Linked DNA regions of Mus musculus: all the other regions are linked to region 2. The links are chromatin contacts, called in public HiChIP or PLAC-seq maps. All regions are on one chromosome and are shown on one strand. Each heading gives the region's core, a stretch centred on a gene start, on an enhancer-like site or on the middle of the called end of the contact. The rest is flanking DNA. Distances are from core to core; before and after follow the strand shown. Region 1 overlaps Sh3bp4 (SH3-domain binding protein 4). Region 2 overlaps Gm28888 (a long non-coding RNA gene). Region 3 overlaps Sh3bp4 (SH3-domain binding protein 4). Region 4 holds the start of Agap1 (ArfGAP with GTPase domain, ankyrin repeat and PH domain 1).

Evidence for each region. HiChIP or PLAC-seq counts read pairs in DNA pulled down with a chosen protein or histone mark.
Region 1: a contact with region 2 is called in an H3K27ac HiChIP or PLAC-seq map of thymic regulatory T cells, with 13 times the contacts expected there. The contact joins two enhancer-like sites. A contact is called at or near these places in 6 of 39 promoter capture datasets (cranial neural crest, embryonic stem cells, hippocampal neurons and 2 more), 2 of 484 Hi-C or Micro-C datasets (Th1 cells and nephron progenitors), 11 of 115 datasets of contacts at active chromatin or transcription factors (the NIH/3T3 cell line, differentiating embryonic stem cells, embryonic forebrain and 5 more) and 2 of 9 other capture datasets (adipose tissue and embryonic stem cells).
Region 3: a contact with region 2 is called in a FOXA1 HiChIP or PLAC-seq map of pancreatic cancer cells. The contact joins two enhancer-like sites. A contact is called at or near these places in 5 of 115 datasets of contacts at active chromatin or transcription factors (embryonic fibroblasts, embryonic stem cells, extraembryonic endoderm stem cells and 1 more).
Region 4: a contact with region 2 is called in an H3K27ac HiChIP or PLAC-seq map of embryonic fibroblasts, with 8 times the contacts expected there. The contact joins the promoter of Agap1 here to the enhancer-like site in region 2. A contact is called at or near these places in 1 of 484 Hi-C or Micro-C datasets (embryonic stem cells), 5 of 115 datasets of contacts at active chromatin or transcription factors (the NIH/3T3 cell line, embryonic fibroblasts, embryonic stem cells and 2 more) and 1 of 9 other capture datasets (embryonic stem cells).

The regions. Positions count from the first base shown.
Region 1 is chr1:89,075,974-89,081,873 of GRCm38.p6, reverse strand. The region is part of intron 1 of Sh3bp4 (SH3-domain binding protein 4); the gene reads right to left. Among named protein-coding and RNA genes, the nearest start is that of Sh3bp4, 8.5 kb to the right of the region's middle. Within about 2 kb of position 3,378, at least 30 of the 459 cell types and tissues checked have an H3K27ac peak or open chromatin away from gene starts, as enhancers often do. A contact at or near this core is called in Th1 cells, pancreatic cancer cells and thymic regulatory T cells, where this site is marked.
Region 2 is chr1:88,472,308-88,478,791 of GRCm38.p6, reverse strand. All of the region lies in intron 2 of Gm28888 (a long non-coding RNA gene), which reads right to left. Among named protein-coding and RNA genes, the nearest start is that of Gm29538, 13 kb to the right of the region's middle. Within about 2 kb of position 3,136, at least 105 of the 459 cell types and tissues checked have an H3K27ac peak or open chromatin away from gene starts, as enhancers often do. A contact at or near this core is called in the NIH/3T3 cell line, Th1 cells, embryonic fibroblasts and 3 more, where this site is marked.
Region 3 is chr1:89,107,138-89,113,310 of GRCm38.p6, reverse strand. Sh3bp4 (SH3-domain binding protein 4) reads right to left here. Exons shown (of 6, transcript NM_133816.3): 2 at 5,975-6,053. Among named protein-coding and RNA genes, the nearest start is that of Gm34331, 6.7 kb to the right of the region's middle. Within about 2 kb of position 4,515, at least 148 of the 459 cell types and tissues checked have an H3K27ac peak or open chromatin away from gene starts, as enhancers often do. A contact at or near this core is called in embryonic fibroblasts and pancreatic cancer cells, where this site is marked.
Region 4 is chr1:89,450,626-89,456,590 of GRCm38.p6, reverse strand. Agap1 (ArfGAP with GTPase domain, ankyrin repeat and PH domain 1) reads right to left here and starts at 1,780. Exons shown (of 18, transcript NM_178119.3): 1 at 999-1,780. The coding sequence starts at 1,161.

The DNA.
Region 1 (5,900 bases), core at 2,129-4,628, 600 kb before region 2:
TTTGCACAGCTATTCCCATCAGCAGAGGCAACTGGGCGATAAAATGTAGAACTGTAGGGAAAGGCTCTTCAACGGAGAGTAATTTTATAAAGATCTCACAACAGGACTGGAGGGAAAGTGTTCCACTTGTGTGGCATTCATGTGAGGTTGCAGGCAGGGAGCCCAACTCCTCTGCACACCAAGACTTTGAGGAAGGGACTCAAGGGCTCAGTCCCTTGCCAGGTCACCTCCCAAGCTATGTCACCCCCTGGACTGCTCACCCCCTGGGTGGCTTGCCCTCTGGCCTTTCAAATCATGCTCACACATCTAATCAAATTTCCCCAGTGTCCTCAAATAAAGTTCAAAGCTGACAGGAGCCCAAAAGGGCCATGTCCGACCAGGCACCTGCCTCTGGCATCCTCCCCAGGCGCTTTGGAAACTCTCTTACCACTGCATCCCTTTTGGTTCTTTGGATTCTGCAAGCCTGGAACCTGACTGACGACCAACTAGCGGGTAAACTCCTACCTTACCTACCCTGACCTACACATTCCTACATGACCTAAGGCTTGAGACTCCTCTCCTGCCCCAACTTCAATCTGTAAGCCCTACCTTCCTCCCCCGTGTACTTTAACACTCTCTCATGCGATGAGTAGACACCCCTGCAGAGCTGTCTCTGGGGTCTCCATACCTCCTTTACCTACTTAGTCAGGCAGTGAGTGGGTTAACATTAAGCCCAGCGCTTGACCTCAAACCCAATAAAGGGAGCACCTGGCACTCAGAACCAAATCGCAAAGCTAATGAGCCCTGAGTGTTTCAGACCGCCAGCCAAGCCAGTCCATGACCCTCCTTAGGGTTTTACAAGGCCCCCAAAATGCTGCTTCATGTTACCAATGGGTAGATGAGTCACACGCACAGCCAATGCCAAAACCACTCTCAGGAGACAGGCCAAAAAAATATTCCACCCATAAATTGGTTTTTCTCTCTTGCCAGACTGAAGAAGTCCTGTGACACTGAACTGCAGTCTGGAGAGAGAACTGTGACCTGGGGCAGTCAGCAGCCGGGATCAGGATTTCTCTCAATGAACACAGAGGTTCCCAAAGTCAGGTCGGCGCCTTTCCCTGTGCTAAATCACAGGCAGAGTGCAGTCTTTCTGATAGAGAGCCCCTAAGTCTCTCCTAGGCGACCTGGAGAGCTCAAGACCTTGGCTCTCAAACCTGAAGACATGAAAGTCACCACCTGTCCCCTTCCTAGGTGCAGCCCCTCACCCTACCCGAGGGTCCCAAGAGAAACACAACTTCCAAGAGTAGTGCACCTTAGGGAACCAGCCCCGAGGAGAGGTGGGCAAGGGGGACTGCTTTTAGAGCAAACAGAACCTGCCCCCAGCAGCATCGCCTCGGGAGGGGCTTTACTGTACAGGATGAGAGTCGCCAATAGTCAATCACGGTGAAAAGGGCTTTATAGATTTTGACTCATTCTAAGGGAAGCTTGTACTGAACGATGCTTATGTTTATGAGATATTCCCTGAATGTAGCTTATGATCAGAGCAACTATGAACTGTGTGGTTACACGGTTAAGTATGCCTTTACTACCAGCCCCCCCTCACTCTGGAGAAAGAGGCAAGAGAATCTCCCACGAGTTCAAGACCATCGTGGTCTCTTCAGCGAATTTTAGGATAGCCAGGGTTACATACTGAGACCCCCCCCCCCCCCGTCTCAATAAATATAAAATGTGCATGATGAACCTCAACACGAACCTAGAGTCAAAAGCAGGAATGCAGATCCTATTTATCAACCTGAAAACATCGACTTCAGACAAGCACCTTAAAAAAAAAAGTATTTGTCCAAAACAGATCCCTGTAGCCAGAAGCACCATGCCGTAGTACCCTCAAATCTCACATAAAAATGTGAATGGCTCCGTCATCTGTGTGGAGACTACTGCTGTGAACTTCCTCCCCTTTAACACTCTCCTGTGTTCTAAAAGGAACATTTAGTTATTGAGTAATAATGCAAATTCAATGCAGAAACAGATTTTGGTTGGGGGGGGGGGGGGGAACAGTGATAATTTTTAGAAAAGGAAAAAGCATCTGTTTTGTGGACAACTCCTGCATCTATAAAGTACTCACAGTGCAGCAACCATGCTTCCCCAAGCCCCAGCCAAGCAAGGCACAGGATCCTCTAGCAAGCTGCTTCCTCCCTTCCTAGAGTCTCTCTCTGCTTCAGGCAGAGCAGACCAACCTACGTCTGGGTCCTGGAGCACAAACTGCAGTATCTCATCTCTCTTCTTCCTCTACCTTACCCCCCTCCTCTCCCTCTACGGGGCTCCTCCTCTTCCTCCTCCTCCTCCCAGGACCTTGAACAAAGGGCAAGGTAAACACACTTGCTCTTTAAAGGTCAGCTGGAAGGTCCAAAGAACCAAAACCCAGTACTCTGTTCTGATGAGAAGACATCCTGACCAGGTCACACCTCCATCAGGTCACTGCCCTGACCACAAAATGCTCCATTTACTCAATATTTAAGAACAGAAGTGTGCACACAAGACTCACAAGAGGCCCTAAGTCAGGATGAATCCCAAATCTACCTGGGACAGGGTGTGGACACTTCTCATGATATCCTTTGAAAATCCCAATAGCAAGAGGTCCGCCCTGAGGTCAACACTTACAGACCCAACTTCAAAAGGAAAGACCGGGGAAGCCCAGGTTCTTCTGCACTGGGACTCGAAACTGGCCCAGCCAAAGGCCACTGTAGAGGCCTCTGGGGAAAGGAACTTCTCAAATTCTAGCTCACCAAAGTCTCTTTCAGCTATTGTTTGCCACGACGGCCTGGTACAAATGCAGCGCGCTAGGAGAACCCCCAATAGGCTTTCATTTACTTAATTCCCAGCCAGGATCTTCCTGGATGACTTTGGTTATGCAAACTAGCCCATTTCAGATTTGACAGACCACAAAGAAACAGCTACTTACAGACATGTCGCAATGCACGACAGAGGGGAAAGTCCGATAAAGTCAGAAAGAATCTGAAACCACAGAAGAAACTCTTATGTTAAAAATCACAGTTGTTTCAAGTGGGTATCATGTGTATGTGTGTGTGTGAGCGTGTGTGAGCGTGTGTGTGTGTGTGTGTGTGTGTGTGTGTGTGTGTCCAAACAATGACAAGTCCTTTGACTCTCTCCTAATTCTGATAAAAACATAAGCCAAACTCGGTGTGGTGGTGCGCACAGGAATAACGATGGATCCTGATGTCTTATCTCCACTATGGTCTTGGAGAGGTACCAAATTCAAATGCCATTTCCTGGCCCCAACCCTTAAAAGGTGAGCTATTCAAAGGTTTCCCAGTACCTGCCAGGAATAGAACTGCTCTTTGAAAGGCTTTAGGAACATATTTCTGAAATGAAACACAAGTTTTGTGATAGGATGTCTGGCTGAGAATAAACTGTAGCAGCCAGGACCATGTGGCTATGCTCTGCTCACCCCTTTAGTGCCACTGGGCTGCACAGAACACAGGCTGCTGTGGACCAGCACGATGCATTAGTAGTTCATAGGTGAATTGTTTTCTGGTAGTACCCCGATTTTCCATACATGCATGGACTACATGCAAACTTCTGACAATGCTGTCTGTCAGAGCCATAGTCCTTGGTGAATTTCAAACACTTAAATGCATTTGAATTTTTTAGCATATTCCACAGACAACTTTGTATCCTAAAGCTATTGAACGTTCAAGCCCCTTTACAAAAAGCAATAACATAAGACTGATAGACAAAGGCAGGGTATATCTGCCTGAATTAAAAATTCAATTGTATACAACTCTGTGATGGTTACCTGACAGCATTTTAAGTAAGCTTATTATTATTCATAAAATAAGCCAGGAATTACTCTGGTCATATATGCTAAGTTTTTAGAGTGCCAAGATACCTTAAAAGAGAAAGTTAGGCTTGTCAGACAGAGTCACCACTGCGTTTCACTCGGCCAGTGCACCCCGTTGTGCCTAGAAGATGCATAGATTATGAGATATAAAGAACAGGGGAGGAGGTCAGCCAGTAAAGGGACTAAGTTCAATCTCCAGAACCTAATAAAAGCAAAAGCAGAGTGTGACAGCACACACTCATAATCACAGTACTGGGGACTCAAAGACATACAGACAGACAGACAGACAGACTGACCAACCGACCCCTGGAGCTTACTGCCGAATTCCAGGTCAGAGAGAATGTCTCATAAAGTAAAGGACTGATGGCCATGGCTGTCCTCTGGCTTCCACATACACATGTACACACATGCACCTGCACAGAGATACACATGCACCCACACATAGGCATGTTTAACCCCCCCCCCACACACACACAGGTAGACTAACTCCCCCCCCCACCACCACCACACACACAGAGGTAAAGGCAAAAGGACACTGGATAGACAGATAAATGGTACGGGTCAGCTCTTGACCTTGGGAGACCAGGGGGGGCTCTGTTTGGGGAGACCTGATGGACCCTGGGGATGAAGGTACATCATGAGCCATGTCTTTAGAACAAAAGCCCGCCACCAGCCCTCACAAAGGCTGTGCAAGAGCTGCAGATATTAACACCTGGGCAGGTATTTGCAGGTTGTTCTTAGGCTGCTAGACCTGAAGAATGTCTCTCCCTCCTTCCCTGGACCTTCAATCCTACTGCCCATGTGATGTCAGCCCCTGAATATCTGAGAGCATCTCGGCCCTACCCTAGCTCCTGCCATCCTGTCTATCTACTTACCCTCAAGTGATGGATCTGCTTCTGTTACTACTCGAAACTCTTCTCCTTTGTCTTAACAGCACAGCTCCTTCAGAACTAACCCGCAAGCCTCCAGGCCTTCATCCTAGGACTCTCAGTTCTCTTTACTGTAACACAGCACCCGATGCCACCTGCTTCGGCATCGGCACACCCTTAGCCTTCCGGCCCACCTTCACGGGTGACCCAAGGTGGCAGCTTCACAGTGAGTCTCCAGAGCCGACAAAGCAGAGAAGAGCCCAGGCCTGTCCCCTTTCTCCTGTGTTTCTTCTCTTCTCCTGCCTGTGACCTGATGTCTCCTCCAATACTATACATACTACACCGAGGGGATCCAATGTCTCCTCCCTACCAGACCTGCTAACCATAGCTGGCTGGGGCTGACGATGTCTTGCTAAGCATGGCTAACAGTGGAAGGGCATTTCTCTCCGGTGTACCTAATGCTGTTAAAGAGCATGCCTAGGCTTTAAAATTACTTTACTGCTCATCATGGTGGAGTAAATCTAAGCACCCATTATCTGTGTGCTAAGCCCAATGATTTCAAAAAGACCCTTGACAGAGCCCTGGACCTTTTTCCTCCTTTACCTGGATGGTCCCCAGGAAGGCTGCTGGACCTCCTTACCCCTGCTTTAACCTGCAAGATCACCTCATCACACACACCTGAGGACCAAATCCCTTCTAGCCAGTTTTCTTCCAAACCAGAAGCAACCAAAACCCAGCAAGGAAGGACCTACCATTACCCTGTGATAAAAAGGCCACACAAGACTCCAGAAGGCAGCTGGGGAAACTGGCCTCTGCCTGTTCCTCCCAAACACACAGCACTTCCTTGAATAATCTTCTGCACCAGGGAAAACATCACACACACACACACACACACACACACACCAGTGATACTGAAGCCTGGGTTCATGTGAGCATCATCTGGGAACTTTTGAAAGTTATAGATGAGCTGGGAGGACAGTTCAGTAGGTAAAGTGCTTACCTTGTAAAACAGGAGGACCTGAATTCAATCCCCCACCGCGCACTTCAAGAAGCTGGCATGGTAGCACATGCTTGCAACCCCAGGACTAGGGGCTCACTGGCCAACCAGGTAACTTGGTGAATCTGAGGCCAGTGGGAGACCTTGTTTTCAAAAGCAAGGTAGAGGAGAATTGGAGAGATGGTTAAAAGCACTT
Region 2 (6,484 bases), core at 1,887-4,386:
TGCTTGTGATCTATGTGGGCACTAGGAATTGAACCTGTGTCCTCTGGAAAAGCAAGAAGTGTTCTTAACAACTGATCTATCTGTTGAGCCCCTGGGTTCCTGCTCCCCCCATCCCCAAACATTGATTAAGCACCTATTATAGGCAGGGCTCTGCTGTTGAGATTGAAATACTGAGCTAGACCTGGTCCTTGCTTTCCATGGAGGTATGAACAATGGTTTTAACTTGGATCAGCTATTCATTATAGCAGCTCTCAGATAAAAGTGAGGCTGGCAGATGGACACCCAAGACACAGACATATGGACTTGTGTTAGGAAAGTTCAGAGACCCTACAAAGTGCTGCCAAAGGAGAGGAGTTACTATGCAATCCAGCCTGCAGCTAAGATCTCCATGGAAACACACTGCCCAGCAGCTGTTTGCCGTGGGTGCCAAAGCACCGGATGCAAATTGCCAGAGGTGGTGAATGATTTCAGTATAGTAGTCTTTTCTGAGCACAATGGGGGAGTTGTACATGTGCATTCACAGGCAGTATACACAAGACCTGCACAAACTCAAGTTAGACAAAGTCCCAACCTGCAGGAGAGGGGGCCAAAATTCCACCATGAGTCAGAAAGCTTATTGCAATTGCTAGCTACTGGAAGAAGCAAGATCAGCTTTCTTCAATGAAATGGTACAGTGTATCAACTATACTCCAGGGAAGACCCGGTGATCAGGAGTCATCAGGCAACACAAACTGAACCCTGAACCTTGCCTCCTTTTTTTTTTTTTTTTTTAAGAGAGAAAGAACATAAAGGTGGGTGGATTGGGAGGTAGGGGAGGATCTTGGAGGAATTAGGGGGGAAAAAAGAATAAGATTAAAATATATTGGATGAAATTCTCCAAGAATAAACAAAACTTAAAGGAAAGAAAAGAAAGAAAGAAACTCAAAGGTCCTCTTGCAGTAGGAAGGGTTGGGAAGCACCATGCCTGCTCCTAGCTGTGCTGTTATTGTGAGGATTGAGGTAGATCTTCACACGTGGAACCCAAGGCTGACCTGCTTGGTGAACTTGAAGACAGAGAAGGAGAGCAGGTCAGAGACGTGGTGGGACAGGATGCACATGATGGACATAAACAGTTGGACCCTCATAGCTGAACCCTTTGAGAAGTTGTACCAATGGACTTGAGGAGACGCCCCAGTCAGAAAAGTGCTTACTTTGCAAATAGGAGGACTTGAGCTCGCTCCCCCAAGTCCATACTACAGAAAGGCCAGGCGCGGGAGCACATGCTTGTAATCTGAGTGCTGGAGAGGAACAGACAGGTGGGTGGTTAGCCAGGCTAGCTTAGCTGTTGAGATTTGGGTTATCGAAAGAACTTGTCTCAAAAAACTAGGTCAATAGGATATAGGAGGTTGTCCTCTAACCTCGACATGCACCTACACACATGAGAATGCACACACACGCACACACACACACAGCAGAGGATCATGGCATTTATTCTTTATAATCTAGCTATTCCTTCTTGGGATCTCTTATTACACTTGCATACACGTGGACGCAGATCCCTGGGTTACAGGAGAATGAAGTGAATCCATACATGCACAATGCTGTGGACAGCCACGTCTGCAGAGCACTGTGAGGTTATTGGCCCAGAATGAGAAGAGAATCACTGACCTCCTTCTTAGCTTGACTTTTCTTCATGGAGTTTTCCTGACAGCCCCATTGATCTGTTTCCAAGCCGTGTGTTGGCCCTGCATAATCTTCATCCTTCGTAACCCACACGCGCACACACACTGCTCGTTCCTCGGTGAGCACATATTTACTGACGGCAAAGGAGCCCTGCCTGGAAGTGCTTCTGAAAGGGCTCAGCTGCCTGTGCTCCCAATGAGAGGGACCTTTGCCTGACTATGGTTCTCAGTGCTTTGCGGGAAGCCAAGCGGCTCCGATAGAGCGGAAATGGATAGCATTGCAAAACAGCCTTCAAAAGTCCTTCTGTGCAGAAATGGCTTGGGCTCTCCCGAATCATTGAGTCGGGTTGCTGGCGGATGCTAGTGAAGTCTGTGACTAGAGTATTGTGCCACATGGAGTGTGGCTGAGAGCTGTCAACAACATGCTTTGAAAATTAGCCTTAAGGTGCGAAGAGGGGTCTGCCTAATCTTGGCTAGCTAGTTCACTTGAAACTAACTACACCACTCCCGCAGAGCATCATGGAACTTCAGTGAGCAGTGCGCGAAGCAGGAAGAGCCTCCTCCGCTTGCGTACAGCATTCTAGGGTTCAGCAGGCTTTCTGTCACCATTCCCCTTAATTTTCTGTTGTCTTTGGCTGCTAAGAATTCACCATAGCATTCCCAGAAATCCATGGAGCTTAGGGAAGAAGAGAGGAGACAGTTTTGAGACAGTGGAGAGAAATGGGTGAGACTTTACTAGGAAGGGATGAACTAAGTCTACTGATGGAAAAACAAGACTCAACGCTGGAAGGGAGGGAGCAGAGTCATCTTTACTCCCTTGGCCCTCCACAGCTCACACTTTTGAGCAGAAACCTCAGAAACGAGGCAGAAAGGGATTTCAAACAGGCCCTGGAGGAGGCAGAAGGAAGTATGTTCTCAGCTCTTAGGAACTTGTCTTTGGGAGAAGTCAGCCATGCAACTTGCATCCTTGGGGCGGGACCTTCATGGCTAGGACCCTCTTGAAGAGGTGACTCTCAGGAGAGAGAGAGAGAAAGGGGTCTTAAGAGCCTGGGAGCACTCTTCATAAATAAGTAAGATCCTGATGTGGAGATCAGTAAAAAAAAAAGGCTTGAAGTTTGAGTTGGGAAGTTGGGGTGACCTTTACCCTCTTCCCAGCTCCCTGTAGGGACCTAATTCAGCTTATCTTATTAAGTTCATCTGAAACTTGCTTATGTAGATGATTAACTGGTCTATCGGGCTACACTTCACTTCCCAGAGAACAAATAGCCTTATTCTAAGCAAATGCCCCTCCCATGAGGTTGCTCAGTTTGGGTTGTGAGGGAGGGTTCTCCCTGGCTGGGTCCTGAATCCTTAAGTTCTCCTTGCCTGTGGGGGCAGGAACACAGCAGAAAGAGGTTTTCAGGAAGAAGACGGTTCCAGCCTGACGTGTTTGACAAGCAGCACCAGGAGTTATGACTTCCTGTGCTTTTGATCTCTGTATCAGAGCCAGCCATCTCAGGGTCCCAGCAGCGTGTGCAGCTTGTGGTTAGATGCCTTACAAATGCCTCACCGAGCCGCTTCGGAGCCCCAGTTAATGACTGACTTGGGTTTAATCATTCATTCTGAACAGCTCGTTCCCAGGGGCTGTTGCCAATGCAGCCCCTGGGTCTGGGTGACCCCACTCATTCCCACAGTGCTGAACTTAGTGCAAACCATCCTGAAGATGTTGCTTGACATTCTGCAAGGCCTCCGCCTCGTCTGATGGTTTTGATCACATAAGGCCAGCAGCAGAATTCTCTGCTGGATTGGAGAACTTAATCCAGCCAACGGTGGAGCTCAATTGCCATTCCTAAAAGGCAGCAGCTCTACCAGGGTTCTCTCAGCGAGACATTGTCACTCGAAGCTACTTTTTAAGCCATCAGCAAGTTTAATGTGGCCCCTATACAGAATAAAAGAGGGAGAGTGGCACTGTAAATAGCAACATTTTGCAAACACAGCCTCTCTCCTTTGATTCCTTTTCCAATCCCAAAGGTCTCTGAGAGAATGCACACAGACAGACATCAGGGACCAAATGAAGAAACCCAATTCATGCCCTCCTTGATGAAGGTGACGTCATAGTCCCCTCACACCCAGCCTTAACCTTTGGGGCCACCTCTTGTCTCAACCACCAGGCAGTATGACCCTGGCTAGCTCTCTCTCTTTCTCTACCACTGACTTTGAGAATGACTTCTGTTGACCTTGTGGGACACACACTCCACCTCGGTGTTAAAAGGTCCCCCCGGGTGTTTAGGGATGTGATTAATGTCTACAGAGCTCTGAATACACAGCCTCCAGTTAATGAGAAGCAGAAATCTGAGACAGGATGTGGTCTCCTCTGCCCTGACTTAGTCAAGTTCTGGGCCGGTTCCTATCCTGAGTCATCCAGCTGCTTCCAGCTGCCTCCAATCGGCCATAGGGCCCTGGAAAACCCATTGGCAGGCATTCTTTTTGACGTGTTCAGCATCGGCTAGCTCAGCTCTTTGTACTGTAGGAAAGGACATACGGTTTGCTGAGTGAGTCCAGTGGCTACAACTGCCTTTTTTATCGCCTGGCAGAGACTGGAGCCTCTTAAGGAGAAAGTGAATCAAGAATTGCTGTGACGTAGTTTGCAGGTTCCATGTGTTGCTGAGCCTCAGGCACCAACAGTGCTGCTAACGGGAGAAGACAGTTTGTGAAGCTTAGGGGTCCTTGTCAGAGATTCAGATGATACCCCTAAATTTCTTCTTAGGGAAATCTTTCCCAATCCCCTCGTTCACACAATCAAAAGAGCAAACTTTCAGTAAGGCCAGAGGGTGTCTTTTGTGTGCCCTTCTGTCTTCATGGATCCTTCCCAACCTAACAGGTTTAGAAGCCTCCCTAGTTCCCCCTCTAGGTGTATAGGCTAGAACCCCAACTCACCAGGACTTCAGAATGGTTGTAGTAGCCTAGCAAATGTTAACCCCTAAATGCTTCCTCTTGACTCTAATGTGGGAGAAAAATAATTAAAATGCCTTTGGTCCTAACACTTCACTTCCCCCTCCTGGTGTTTAAAGGCATTGCATCTTTTGGTTTGGCCTCTCCCAGTATGGCGGTCCCTAAGTAGTGGGTTGCTAGGTCTGACAGGGCAAGTGGCCCTTTCAATTACAGGTTCCTATACAGCAACTGGAAGGCGTTGTGGTGAAGCCAGTTCTTTATCCATTATTCCTCATGGGTCTCTTTGGATACCAGCTCACATTTTATTATGGCCCAGGGCTAGACCATGGAAATAAAGGAACTGGAACACTTTATAACCCAACCTCCCTGCAGAATCCTTGAGAGATGAGGGGATGCAGAAGTGTGTTGGTAAACACAGATGCGAAAAACCAGCTCAGATAGCAAGTCCTAGTCAGAACCATGCCAGTGGGCCCTCCCTTGAGTCTTTTTGTTAAAATCATTTATACATATGAAATCAAAATCAGATGTATGAGGTAGAAATGATTGGAAAGAGGTCAGGGCTAGAGCTTCATTTAGCATGAAATAATCAAATAGGTTTTATAGGTGTCTTTGATGAGACAGAGGGTTTCTTAATCCGATCTAGGAAATTTACTTTTACTACAGTGGTGATGATTTCCCTTTGACAACACCCGAACAGAACCGCATGCAAAGCAAGCAAATGATTCAGAGGGTCTTTCCAGGGCAGACGGCATGAGTGTTCAACAAGGGAGGAGGGAGGACATATGTCATCCACGCACACTGCTGCGCTCCCAGAGGCCAGGGTGAATGTCACCAGAAGGAGCTACAAGTTCATCTTGTGGGTCACATAGGACCATCAAGGAACCCCAGCCAGGGGCTTTGGGGAGATAGCTCAGAAAGCTAAATGCTTATCAGGAAGTGTTAGGACCTGAGCTTGAGCTTTAGAGCCCATGTCTAAATCAGCCATACAACTTTTGATCCCAGTGCTGGAAGGCAGAGAGATGCAAATACCTGGGGCTCACTGGTCAGCCAGCTCAGCCTACTTAATAAGCTACAGGACAGTGAGGGACAATGAAAATAAGGTGAACAGTTCCAGGAGAATCAAACCCAGGGTTGTCCTCTGCACCCCCATACCTACACAGACAAACAGACACACACATACACAATCAGACAGACAGACACACAGACAGGCAGGCAGACAAGCAGGCAGACACTCCCCCCCAATACACACACATAGATACACATATACCTACACATAGAGACAGATATACACACACATATATTTATAGAGACACACCTACAGACACATAGATATACCTACATACACATAGAGATACATACAGAGACACACACATCTACATACACATACCTATATACACACAGAGACAAGCCTATATACATGCAGATACACACACAAATACACCCACATGCTTACACACACACATATACATATGTGTACATAAAGAATCTCCGGGGGAAAGAAGATATGATCAGAATCAGGTGGCATTGGGAAGAAATAACCTGGATATGATGGAAAGCAGACTAAAGTGACAGGCAAGATGGGAGCAGAAAGCTTACTCAGAGCTTCAGGCTTACAGCAGGCCCCGAAGGAGGTGACATGGATTTCATTCCTTCTGTGCATCTTTTTATACGGCTGACCTGAGAGACTGGACTCAGTCAGGCTGAGCCAGACACAAAGCCAACACAAAGGGCTGCTTTAGCTCTTTGAAGAATGCGGCTGCCAGGGGACCAGGCAAGCTCATCGTGATTGACTGTTACTCTTAAGGAAATGGACTGGCTAAACTAGGTGGTAGGAAAGAACAGGATGAAAGCCGGTGGGAGGAAACAACCCACAGTCTCCAAATGCTTCAATG
Region 3 (6,173 bases), core at 3,266-5,765, 630 kb before region 2:
AAGGTGTGTAGGAAACCAAAGTACTGTGAGTGAAGGTTTGCAGGAACAACAGGTGTTCTGAACCCTCTGTGAACCACACTAGGGATTCCTGAGCCTAGTACACACTGAATGTTCTCTTTGTGTGGACCAAGTATGGGCCATGTCACGGGGGAAGGAAAGGACCCAAGATGTGTTCACTGAGGGCACAGTCCAGGGCTGCTGGAGACCCTGGCAGGGCACTGGACAGGGACAAGATAGGTGGCCCATTAATGAGGCTTCGGACAAGCCACCGACCTTCACCCAGCTTCTTCCATGGGCCAGTGCAGTGTGGTCCTACGGCCTTTTCAGCACACCACACAGCAGGCTCCAGGATCTGTCTCTGCCCAGGGGAAAATGAGCCTCACAGCTGTCTGCCATACACCAAAACAACAGACCACACTGCAGGAGCACAAGGTCCAAGTCTGTCCCTTACCCATAAGTCCTAGCATCTTCCTCGGTGAGCTAAGAAATCCCAAGTGGCCAGGGCCATGTCCCACAAAGAACTGCTTGCTATTCAAGGGCTGGCAGCCATCCCTGGGTCAGGTGCTCCTAGAGTGAGAAGCAGAGACCTGGTGACAGGGCAGGATGCACAGACAAGGGCAACCATGTGATTCTGCAAATCCTGAAGGGCAGCCTCAGTTCCCAAGGTCTGGCTCCCAGGCCCTGCTGTGATACAACTCTGGATCCTTCCAACTGCCTGGACCTTTCCTTGGCCATCAAGTCTGAGCACACATTTGATTCCCTTGTAGTCCACAAGACTCTGGATTCCTGTTTACTGATGGGGAAAGGAATGTCCAAGGAAACTAGTCTATGCAAATATTAAACTAATCTATGCAAATCCACACTAATTTATGCAAATTCCATTGTAGCTTGAATCAAAGAAAAATTGCCTGCACTTACGAGGACAATTGTTTGTTTTGTTTTTGAGAGAGTATTACTATGTGTGCATATAGGTACCCTACCTGGCCTGAACTTGCAGAGATCCTCCTGCCTCTGTCTACCAAGGGCTGAGATTACCGGGTATGGGCCATCATACCTAACTTTGAGAAGAGTAGCTATACATTCTTTGCATAGATAATTGTAATAATTCAAGAATGAAATACAGGGCTAAATATGTAGCTCTGGTGGGAGAGTATTTGCCCAGCATGCACAAAGCTTTGGTTTCAATCATCAGTCTCTAGTTCTGCATAACAGTCATGGTGACCATGCCTGTAAACCCAGCACTCTGGAGAGGAAGTGATGAGAATCAGGAGCCCAAAGTCATCCTTGGCTACATAGCCAATCAGAGCTAACCTGGACTATCTGAGGCCTTATCTAAACAAATAAATACAATCCAGTCTCCTTACTAGAGCTCCTTCATCCAGGAATCCATACACTGCAGACACACATGGCGTTCTCAGAGAATGAGAATGTCAATGAAAATTATGTCAGGGGCTAGACAGCGCATAGGAACCCATTAGACCCAAGCTTAGTTCCCAACACACAGGCTAGGCAGCTCATAATCTCTTGTAGCTTCAGCTCCATGGGGGACCCAACACCCTCTTCTGTAATCCAAGGGCACCTTTCTGTACTCAGGCTTGTACATATCCAAACATACGTAAAAGTGAAACAAATCTTAAAAAAAAAAAAACCAAAACAAAACGGGCAAGCATTTGCCCTGTGTGGGGTACTGGGAGTCACACAGGGCTGCAGTGGAGTACGCTGGAGGATGTAGGTCATAGTCAATGCGGCACGGAGGTTCACACTGGATAGTCTGAAGGGGTCCTGGGTCTCATCGCCCACCCCGTGGCTCCCAGGTGAGCTGTGCACCCCATCCCATTCATGTGCTGCTCCTAAGAGCCAGTCTGCTCCATCTGCTCTAAACACTGAGCAGACAGGGAACTCTGGGCACAGGGCCTGGGAATGAAGTGTCTCTCAATGGACTGGAAGGGTCTCCCATGTCCAAGTATATTTCATCAAGACATTCTAAGGCCCTTAATATAAACAACACTGGAATTTTTCTTCCTCTACAGCCCAACAGCTGCCCCCCCCCCCAGCCTCAAGTATGATTAGAATGTCTTCCCTGTCCCCAGGGCACACCTGCTTGAAAAGGCTGTCACATGGGCGGCCTCTTATAAACAGTAAGTAGGCTTAGGTTCCTTTCCTGTCTCCCCCCACCCCAGTCCCCCACTCCACCCCCACTGATCTTGCCCACCTTCAGCTGAAGTCCTTTACTGACTGAAGATGCACAGATTTTGTGGCTGTCTCAAGGCAGAGGTTTTGGAAGACACCAAGAACAACCTCCCGTAGCCACTGCTGGCCTCAGGCCTCCTTGATCACCTGCCAGAAACTGTGAGGTCACACCTGACCCCCAGAGAGGCCCACAGGCACCCAAGGGAGAGACTTGGCACTTGAATGTCAGATGGAGATGGTCTGAGCCGGCTGAGGGTTTCATGCTGGCCGGGCTATGGGCATTAATTACTTTGACTCTGTCTGGGAGCCACTATCTCCTGCTCTATGTCCTGATCCTAACCCACAGCTCAAGAGTGAGCCCATGACTTTGTCCCATAATGCCACACCTCCTAAGGGTCCTATCACCCCTCAGTGGTACCCCAGGCTGATAGTCAAGCCTTCAACACATGGGGCTCTAAGGGGCATTCAAGATACAAGGTACATAACACAAGCTCAAAATTTGTTAGTGACTCTCCACGATGCATAAACTGGTTTTCTAAAGAAAAAGTCGATAGGCAAGCCACCATACATTGATAGAACCCTCCTTTTAGACCATTTAATTTCTTAATTGTATATTTGACATTTAAAGACATTTACCATCCCAATATTAACTTCACCTGTTAATTTCTACTCTGTGGCTCCTTGTGGTTCTCCAAACAGGTCCGTGATGGGATCAGGGATGTGGCACATGCCCAATGACTCCTGTGGCCTCCCAGGTACAGACTAAGAAGTGAGTTAAGGTACCCTGGAGGGCACACAAACCCGGTGGAATTCTAGGCCTGGGCTTTTCTATTTCACACTAACCCCCTGAGCTAAGCCGGAATGAGGCCCTCTCAGAGGCCTATTTTCTCATCTGTAAAATGGGCAGGGAACACAGAGAGCCCTGGGGCCTAAGAAAATTCAAAAGGAGCAGGTGATCATCAAAGCTGCAGGGGACTCTGAGCCACACGCTGGTGTGGAGCTGGTGTGGACCGTAGAGGGGGATGACGTAGTGGGAGAGGACAGGACACACCGGACAGACAGAGAGCTCAGGCTCTCCATGACCTCAGGCTCCCTGCTTGTTCTTACCTGCTGGGCTGAGCTCTGAACTGTCTCAGGTTAGAGAGCACGAGTTAGACAGACTCCCTGGTAGACAGACTAGAGGGAGGGGGAGCGCATGGCTAGGTAATAAAGGTGTCGAATTTCAAGAGGAGGGTTCCTCACCTCCCCACTCCAGACTTGAGACAAAAGCCTGGTAGCCTAAAATAAAAGTCCTGGAGGCTTTGGTCTCCCTTCCCTGCTGAAGGTCCACCTCAGCAAATTCAAGGCTAGGTCAGGACAGGTCACATAACAGTTGTGGGCCCACCAACATTCATCATACCTGTCTTCAAACTAACTAACCCTAAATTAGGGGAGAGAAAACTTCAGACAGACAGACAGACAGACAGACACACACACACACACACACACACACACACACACACACACACACACACACAGCCCTAAAGAGACTGATATCCCTTTGCAGGCATAAAGACATGCGGCTTTACAGACAGAGGGCCTTTTCTCTGTGTGCCTGCTGCATGCCTGTGTTTCTAACCTCATAAAACCCTTCCTTCAACTGCTGACTCTCCCTGCTCCTGTTTGCAGTGTTTCTACAATTTCTACAATGTTACCTGTGGTGCTTAAGACTTTTCCCGCCTTTTAACGAACCTATCAAGCAAGACCCCTATCTATCTATCACAGGTACACGGGCTGGTCACACTGGCCTCAAAGATGACTTGAACACTGCCCCCATCACTTTGAGCAGCAATATGCATGGTCATAGGGCAAAAGATTTTCAACTGGAACCAACTGGGGTCAGGAGCAGGCTAAGCTTTTGCACCTTATATAGCAGGTGTTCTAAGTAAACAACAGAAATGGCAGCGCAGCACTTTGGGCATCGAAACGCTGGGCAGCTCTCTATCACAATGACCTCTGAGCCAATCAGGCTATGAATATAAACACTGAGAACATGGGACAGTTGTTTTCCTGGGACAAAAATCACAGGAACTGACCACTATGTATCACAGCCACCAAGTGTTGGGCTTTCTGAGTGCTGTGATGACTGACGGGGAGTCCCTGAACTGCACCCAAAGATATATCATCTCGGGGTAAGCACCCTTTGCCTACCTCAGCACACTGGGTTCTCAGGTAGGAGACACCAAGGCCCACTGGCTCGCCTGAGATGACAGAGTCACCCCAGGGCACCTCCTATTTCCTCTTCCCTAACATCTCGCTGGCCCTGTGCATCTGGCAGAGCGCCAGAAAAAGCAAACCACACAAATACCACCCAGGAAAGTGCTGGGGCCAAAGAGCAGTCGCACCCTTTAGTCTCCTCCAACACAGATCAGAATAGGGCCTGCTCAACCAGCCTCGACCCGAATAACCAAGAGCAGTAAGGCTGAAGAGGGAGAGCAGAAGCAGCCCCCTGCCCCATTTCCTGTTGCACAACCCTCTGGAAACCACTGTGTTCACCCAGAGAGAATCAAGCCACAGCCACCCATAGTAAATTCAGAGCCCTTCCCCCCCCAAGCCCCCAATGCCAGGCCAAAAGAATGTGTGGAATGTGGATGGCTCTCAGCTTGTTTCCACAACCCAAACACATCACCATCCACAGGGCAAGGAACTGCACTTATAAGGAAAAGGCCTGCTGCTGGCCACTTCCTGGGCATTAAACCCCCAGACCTCAGGAGCCTGAACACTGACCCCAGCCAGGGCTGACAGCTCCTGCATACTTTGTGGTATCCCAGGACACCCAGGCACTCTCCCTACCCTAGTGCACATGTGGACTCGAACACAGACAAGACAAAAAAGATCAGCAGAGACGTAGAAACAAATACCAAGGAGCTTTCTTGGCTTCACAGAGGGCACCGTGGATTTAAAGAAAATGCCTGAACAACTCTTGTAGCCAGCAGTGGGCTTTATGAAAGTGCATATATGTTCCAGAATGGAAGATGACATGACCCAGCAGCTGGTCCTCAAATTGCTTTTGCAGCCTCCAGAGCAGGCACTCTGCACTCAGAGGTAGTAGCCAGAAAGACACAAGGTGCCGCCATGTCATGTGTAAATTCCTCCTCCACTGACTTTACTGGGGACAGTGACAGTCCTACCAGCAGTCAGATGGGAAAGATCAGAAACAAATCCAAGAACACAACACCATGTACCCACTAATCCTCTTCAGCCCTTCCTCCCGACACTCCTGGAAAGGGTGTGTGCGTGTGTGTGATCTCGAACCTCAGGGCCAATGGAACCAACTGCTCATCACTGGACTTGAGAAACTCATGTTAAAATAACAGCTCCTTTGTGCAAAGGCAGGACAGGCCACTGGCCCTGCCCCATGCTGTCACCAGAGACAGCAAGCTGCTGGGCTGGTTTGTCCATAGGACATGAATGGGAATTCTCAGAAAATAAACAGGAACGTGGCCATCCCGGAAACACACAGGTGCCAGCCTCAGGCAACTGACCTTTGCCGGCAGGGCTCACTGAACTGGAGAAGATGAAGGGGGGGTGGGTAATAAGGGAGGTGCTGGTGATACCTGTGAAAGGACACATCACCGGAAACTTCTGAAAGTTATTTCCCCTTGCTTCTGTGAATCTCTGTGTGCTGGAAGCCTTCCTCCTCTCTAACCCTGATATGCATTCACTGGCCTGTGCATCTCAGGCACCAAATGCTGCCCTACTGGGTAGAGGTTAAAGGGATCAACCTTATTAAGGGCCTGCTTACCTGCTGGGGGATGTTGGCCTCTTGATGTCAGAGGAAAAACTCCAAGACTCCACCTTCCATCCTCGAGAAGAGGGATGCCCTAGGAGACAGAAAGGGCAAGTGTGAGAAGATTCTGAGAGTCGACTCTGTTGTAAGTCTTTGCAGAGGTGGGGGTAGAGATAGACAGTTAGGCAGCAGATCCGTCACTGCAGGCCTCCCA
Region 4 (5,965 bases), core at 531-3,030, 980 kb before region 2:
CCTTTTACTGTCACTGGCCAACAGCAACTCAAGAGGATAGACTGCTAATCCACTGGCTGATCTATGACACATTACCCATTTAGATGCCACCTGCTCCCCCAGGTAAATGATGGCAGGCCCGAAGAAACAACCCAAGGAAACAGGTCAGGCACCTAGTAGGAGAGAAACGGGAGCCATGGGTAGTCCAAAGAGAGCACAAGCCAGGGCAAAGCCACCGGCTCCATCCTCCCCTGCAGGGATACTGCCTTGCCTGACACTGGGGGCTCAAAACAGTGTTCTGTGCAAACACAGGCTTACAGGCAGCAAGATCATCCACTTTTCCGCCCCTTGGGTGGCTCCCAAGTAGCCGACGGATTAAAGTGCCCCTTTCAGCAAGACAGTATCAAGGTGTCCTGCCTCCCAAGAAGGGTTATAATTTGCCTCAGGATTTTAGTACAAAACGGCCAGCGTTTGTACAACGCCAGTCCGATCAGCACTGGGGCATGATACTGCCTGGGTCCCATTGGCTTCCTACATGTGCCACCTCCCCTGTATCCGCGAACTGGAGGGGGGGGGGGGTAGCCAGCCATGAAGCAACTGAATAAGCTGGCCGGAACAGCATCCCCAGCAGCAGCGCTTCTCAAAACACATCTTCAACGTCCACGAAAGACACTCAGGCCGGGCCTGATAACCTGTCAGGGATCCAGTGGCGCCATCCCAAGCAGCTGCCCCCAGGCGTCTGCTGGGCCCGGACGGGGCTTGCGGGCCGCCCCGGACGTAGCAGCACCGTGCCACTTTCTCACAGGAGAGACTCCATTGTCCATTATCAAATGAACGCTGACAACCCATCTTCCCTGGCTGACTGGCCGGCCTTGCGGGACAAGAGGCACCGCAGTGCTCTCTCCGCCGGGCAGCCGCGTGTGTACACACGCAAGCACACACGCGCGCACACACCCCGCCGCGCCAGGGGCGCCCGCTCCCCCGCGCTTTCCAGAAGCCCCGGGCGGCCTGGCCCTCACCTTCGATGGCGATGACGTGCTCCCGAATCTGGTTCTGCAGCACCGGCTCCTCCACGCGCTCCAGCAGCTCGTAGATGGAGTAGATGTTGGGGTGGACCGACTCGAAGCGCTGGATCTCGGCCCGGATGGCAGCCGAGTTGGCCAGCTGCTGCTGGTAGTTCATGGTGCAGGCGCGGCGCCCAAAGCCGCGCGCCCCCCGTCGTCGCCGCCCCGCGCCCCGGAGCCCCGCGGGCCACCGAGACCCGGGGCGCCGCAGCCCCCGGGGAGCACGGAGCCGAGGAGGCGCAAAAAAAAAAAAAAAGAAAGAAAGAAAGAAAGAAAGAAAGAAAGAAAAGAAAAGAAAAAGAAAAAGAAAAAGAAAAGAACGCTGAGGATGAAGCAGTAGAGGGGCTCAGTTCATAGCAGGGACCAGCGTCCCGGGTCAGCGGGCCGTCCGGGAAGACCGCGGCGCCATGGAGCGCGGCCGGCCGCGGAGGAGGCTCGCTCGGGCGCCTTCCCGCGCCGCAGCCGCCCGCACCCCTACACGCCGGCCGGCCGAGCAGCCATTAAAGCGCAGGCAGCACGGCGCTGCGAGCGCCGGGGCCGAGGCCCCCGGGCAGTGGCCGCTCTGCTCCGGGCGCACGGCTGCGGCTGGGTCCGCGCGCTTGTGAGTGCCGCGCTACCGCGCGGGCCGGGGCCCTCAGCTGCCCTGCGCCGTCCGCCAAGCCGGGACCGAGCTGTAGGCGCCTTGCCAGCCGCGGAGACCGCTCCGAGCGCCGCCCGCCGCTGCCCGGCCAGCCCCCTCCCTGGCACGCAGGGCTCTGGCCCACGTCGGCCCCGCCCCCGCCTGCGCTCGCCGCCCTCCGGCCGCCGCTGCGTCCTCGGCGGCGCTTCCCAGCGCGCCGGATCCCGGGGAATTGCGCCAGACCCCGCCCCGCGCTGCCTCTGGGCTTGCTGGGACTTGTAGTCCATCACGCCGGCCGGCCCGCGCGCGTGGGGTGCGCTGTGCGATCGCGTCGCAGCGCACTGGGCGGGCCCCGCGGGACGTCCGGATGCCGCTACAGCCCGCGGATCTGCGAGCTGAGAGCCCTGGTCCCTCTCGGTTATCCCTACTGCCCCGTGCCAGCCCCCGCGCCTCTGTACGGGGAAGGTGGCGCACGAGCCCGCCCGCCCGCCCGCGCTTTTGTTTGTTTGCCAGTTGAGCGCTTAAGGAACCTCTGCGACGCGCGGGGTCCCCTCCCCCCGTCTGGCAACTTTCTGCCTCCTTTCTAAACCCAGCAGGATAGTTACTTCCCTTCCCATGGGATACACGGGAGTCCAACGCTTCATCAATAAACTAAACCTGAGGCTGGGGTGGTAGGTGAGACGGAATTCCACGGGGGCTTCTAGGCTTTTCCACGAAAATGTTGCACAACTGAGTTGTAACCTCCACGCCGCAGCCCTCCGAGCGCCCGACACTAACCCCACTTTAGCCCAGTCCAGGAGCCCATGAAGCTAGACCGCACTGCAGCTGAGAGCTCATGCCAACGACTCCAAATGAATTAGATTGTTGTAGATTTCCAAGGATCCAGGACGAGTCCGAGGCCGTAAAGGTCCTGGGTCTATGCACTGTCTCACCATGCAGGGGTGTTTTATAAACAGCCCACATTCCTGATTCAAATGCCCTGGGCTTTACCTGGTTCAAATGCAAGCTAATGGGCAGCCCAGGGCCCCAGGCAGCCTAGCTCTTGGTTCTTGGAACTCTTCCGAGTTCCAGTGTTCCTCAAGCCAGTGTACTGTTCAGCCTTCCTTGTCCCTAACACAGCAGAGGCCCTGGCTTGTTCTGTGCCTTGCCTCTATCTTCGTCCTTAGCAGAAACACTAATAGAGATGCTGGCATGTGGGTTCATTCTACTGTTCGTCCCTACTCCACCTTGAAACCCCAACTCTTTGTGAAATAGTTCCAGGACTCCCCTGCTTCACATCTGGCTTCTCAATCTCTTTGGGGGTTCCTTTGTACTTCTCTAAGGTTTAAATATGGATGATGCTGGGAGTCAACCTTAGACCTGTTTTATTTGCCTCTCTTATGCCTTTGAATATCATATAGAGGTTGATGACACTAAATTTTCTGTCCCAGACCTATCCACCTGTCCCCTCCTCATCACATCCAACTTTTGGATTGAACATGACTTTTCTCCTGTTGGACATCCTGTAGTCTCAGCACTTAAGAGACTAAAACCAGAGGATTGCTGTGGACCCAAGGTGAGACTCTGCTTTAAAAATATAATAACAAAATAAAAATCAGACATCTTCCCCATACCTGTGAACCTCTTCCCACCCCAGTCCGAGGCAGTACAGACCTTTGTTCACTAATTTGAAAATGCAGTGTGTGGTCTTTTCTTCCCTTGTTCTCTTAGATCCCAGAATGTCAGCTCTGCCTTTGGACGGAGCCAGAATCTTCTCGCTTTCTGTCATCCTGCTGAGGCTTCATTATGTAGTCTCGGATTAGTGAATGAGACCTAACCTAGGCATCTTCCCTTTTCCTGTTTCCTCATTGACCAGTCTCAAGAAAGTAGTTCTAGTGAGCCTCTAGGCCATGGCTCTCCTCTGGTCACAGCTCTCCCTCCAACGCCACCCATCCTCCCTGGCTCCCCCAGCCCTCCTGGCTTGCATGCATACCACAAGCTGGGTAGAGTCTCCATTTCCACAGCTTGTGTTTGTTTTTATTTTGAGATTTACATATCTCTGGCTACTCTCAAACTTGCTGTTTAGCCAAGGTTGACCTTGAATTCTGATCTTCTTTCCTCATCTGAGCTGCATCTCCAGTGTGCATTATCCTACTAAGCTTGTCAATTGGTCTACCACAATCCCAAGGGACTGATTAGAAGACACAAGACTCCATTATTCATAGCAACAACAGTGGACAGAGTAGTGGTGGTTTTATATGCCCATGAACTGACTTCCAAGTCACACAGGGTTGTATCAGGGGCCAGGTGACACAGGGTGGCTCTGTATGAGCAAAACCCTGGCCATAAGAGTCCATGTCCTTCAGAGAAGAGCAGAGACGACCCATGTCAGAAGAGACGGAACTCTGGGCTTCAGGACCGACCCTCTTCTCAGGAGCACTAGCCACTATGTCAGAGCACCAGAGACCACACAGCTCAAACAGCAGAAGTGTAAGATCCAGGTGTCAGCGAGGTTGGCTTCTCCTGTGGGCCCCTCCCCAATTCGGAGACAAGCGTTTTACCCCTGCGTCCTTGCCCAGTGTCCTCTACGTCTACACTCTAATCTCTTCATTGAATGACATCAGTCCTGTTGGATCAGGGCCAGCCCTGTTGACCTCATCGTCACTTGGATGCCTCTTTAGAGAGTCAATCTCTTAATGTGTCCCGTTTGAGGGTCATGGAACTTAGAGGTTCATGGGTGTCCAAGGGACACAATTCACCCTCTCACTAGACCACCTCTGCTTCCACTCTGTCCTATCCTCTCCAGGCACCCTGACCTCCTTGATGTGCTCTGAGAACACCTGGTGACAGGAGCATCTTCCCCCAAAACCTTCACCAGCCTCATCGTTTCCTGTATGTATTCACTGTAAAACCACCCTCTCAGGAGACCTTCCCTGATACCCTGTGCAAAGTGGCATCCCAGTTCACCAATACTAGTGCCTCACCTCCTTGTGGGTAAAAAGAGCACTAGTTTCTAAGGATGTCTCAGCTGTCTTATAAGTTCTAGAAGGGACAGAGCTCTGTCAACATGCTTTTGACTTCTGACCTTTAGAACCGTGGGATCATCGCCTTGGACTATTGTTTTATAGTTGTAAAGGGTACCAGTACACTGGCTCAATTTTCTTCTTTCCACATATCCCACCTAACTCACAACTCTTTACTTGCTTAACTCGGGTGTAAGGTTCCTGAAGGCTACAATTCCATCTGTTTTATCTGCCATCCCATCCTCAGGCCCTGGAGCAGTGCCCAATAGAGAGTAGGTGTCCAAGAAATGGTTTCCCCATTAAATTTCATTGGTCATGAAGACAGGCTTCTTCAGTGCTGCTGTCAGGGTCCACTCATCATGTCCAGCACATAGTAGGTGCTGGATAAAGCTCTCTTATCAACACTACCCCGGAAATATTCATTCGGCTCTTACTGACTCCTCTCCAGTAAATACAGCCAAACACTCTGATTATTTCTCATGCAATGGTCCTTCCAGACATTTAAAGCAGTAATTGAAAGTCCATTGATGAGAGGTACTCTTAGTCTCGTGAGATGTGATGACTCTCAAACTGGTCACCAGAAGTCTCCAAAGTTGGCACTGGAGAGATGGCTTGGCAATTAGAAGTACATACTGCTTTTGAAGAAGACCCAAGTTCAGTTCCCAGCATCCAGTCTAGACAACTCACAACTATCTGTAACTCTAGTTCCAGGACATCTGACACCATTTTCTGCCCCCTGTGAGCTCCTATACCCACAAGCACACAATTTTAAAACAATAATAAATATCTGGAACTTAAAACAAACAAACGAACAAGGAAGGAGGCTAGAGAGACCACTTAGTGGTTAAGAGCACTGACTGTTCTTTTAGAAGTCCTTGGTTCAATTTCCAGCAATCACATGGTGACTCACAACCATCTGTAATGGGATCTGATGCCCTCTTCTGGTGTGTCTGAAGAAAGTGACAGTGTACTCGCATACATAAAATAAAAAAAAATTTTCTTTAAAAAAAAGAGCAAGGAAAGAAGGGAGGAAGGAAAGCAAGAAGAAACAGGATTGTTTGGGTTTACAATTCAAGCATATGGCCCATCATAGCAAGGGAGGCAAGGTAGCAGAAGCGTGAGCCAGCTGGTCCCATTGAGTCCACAGGAAAAAGAAAAGAGGATCTGGTATCCAAGCTGGATTTCTCCTTTTCAGTTAATCTGGGCCCCAAGCCCATTGAATGATGTTATCTACATGTAGACTAGGCCTACCTACCTTGACCCAATCTAGAAACTCCCTCACAAATGTGCCCATAGATTTG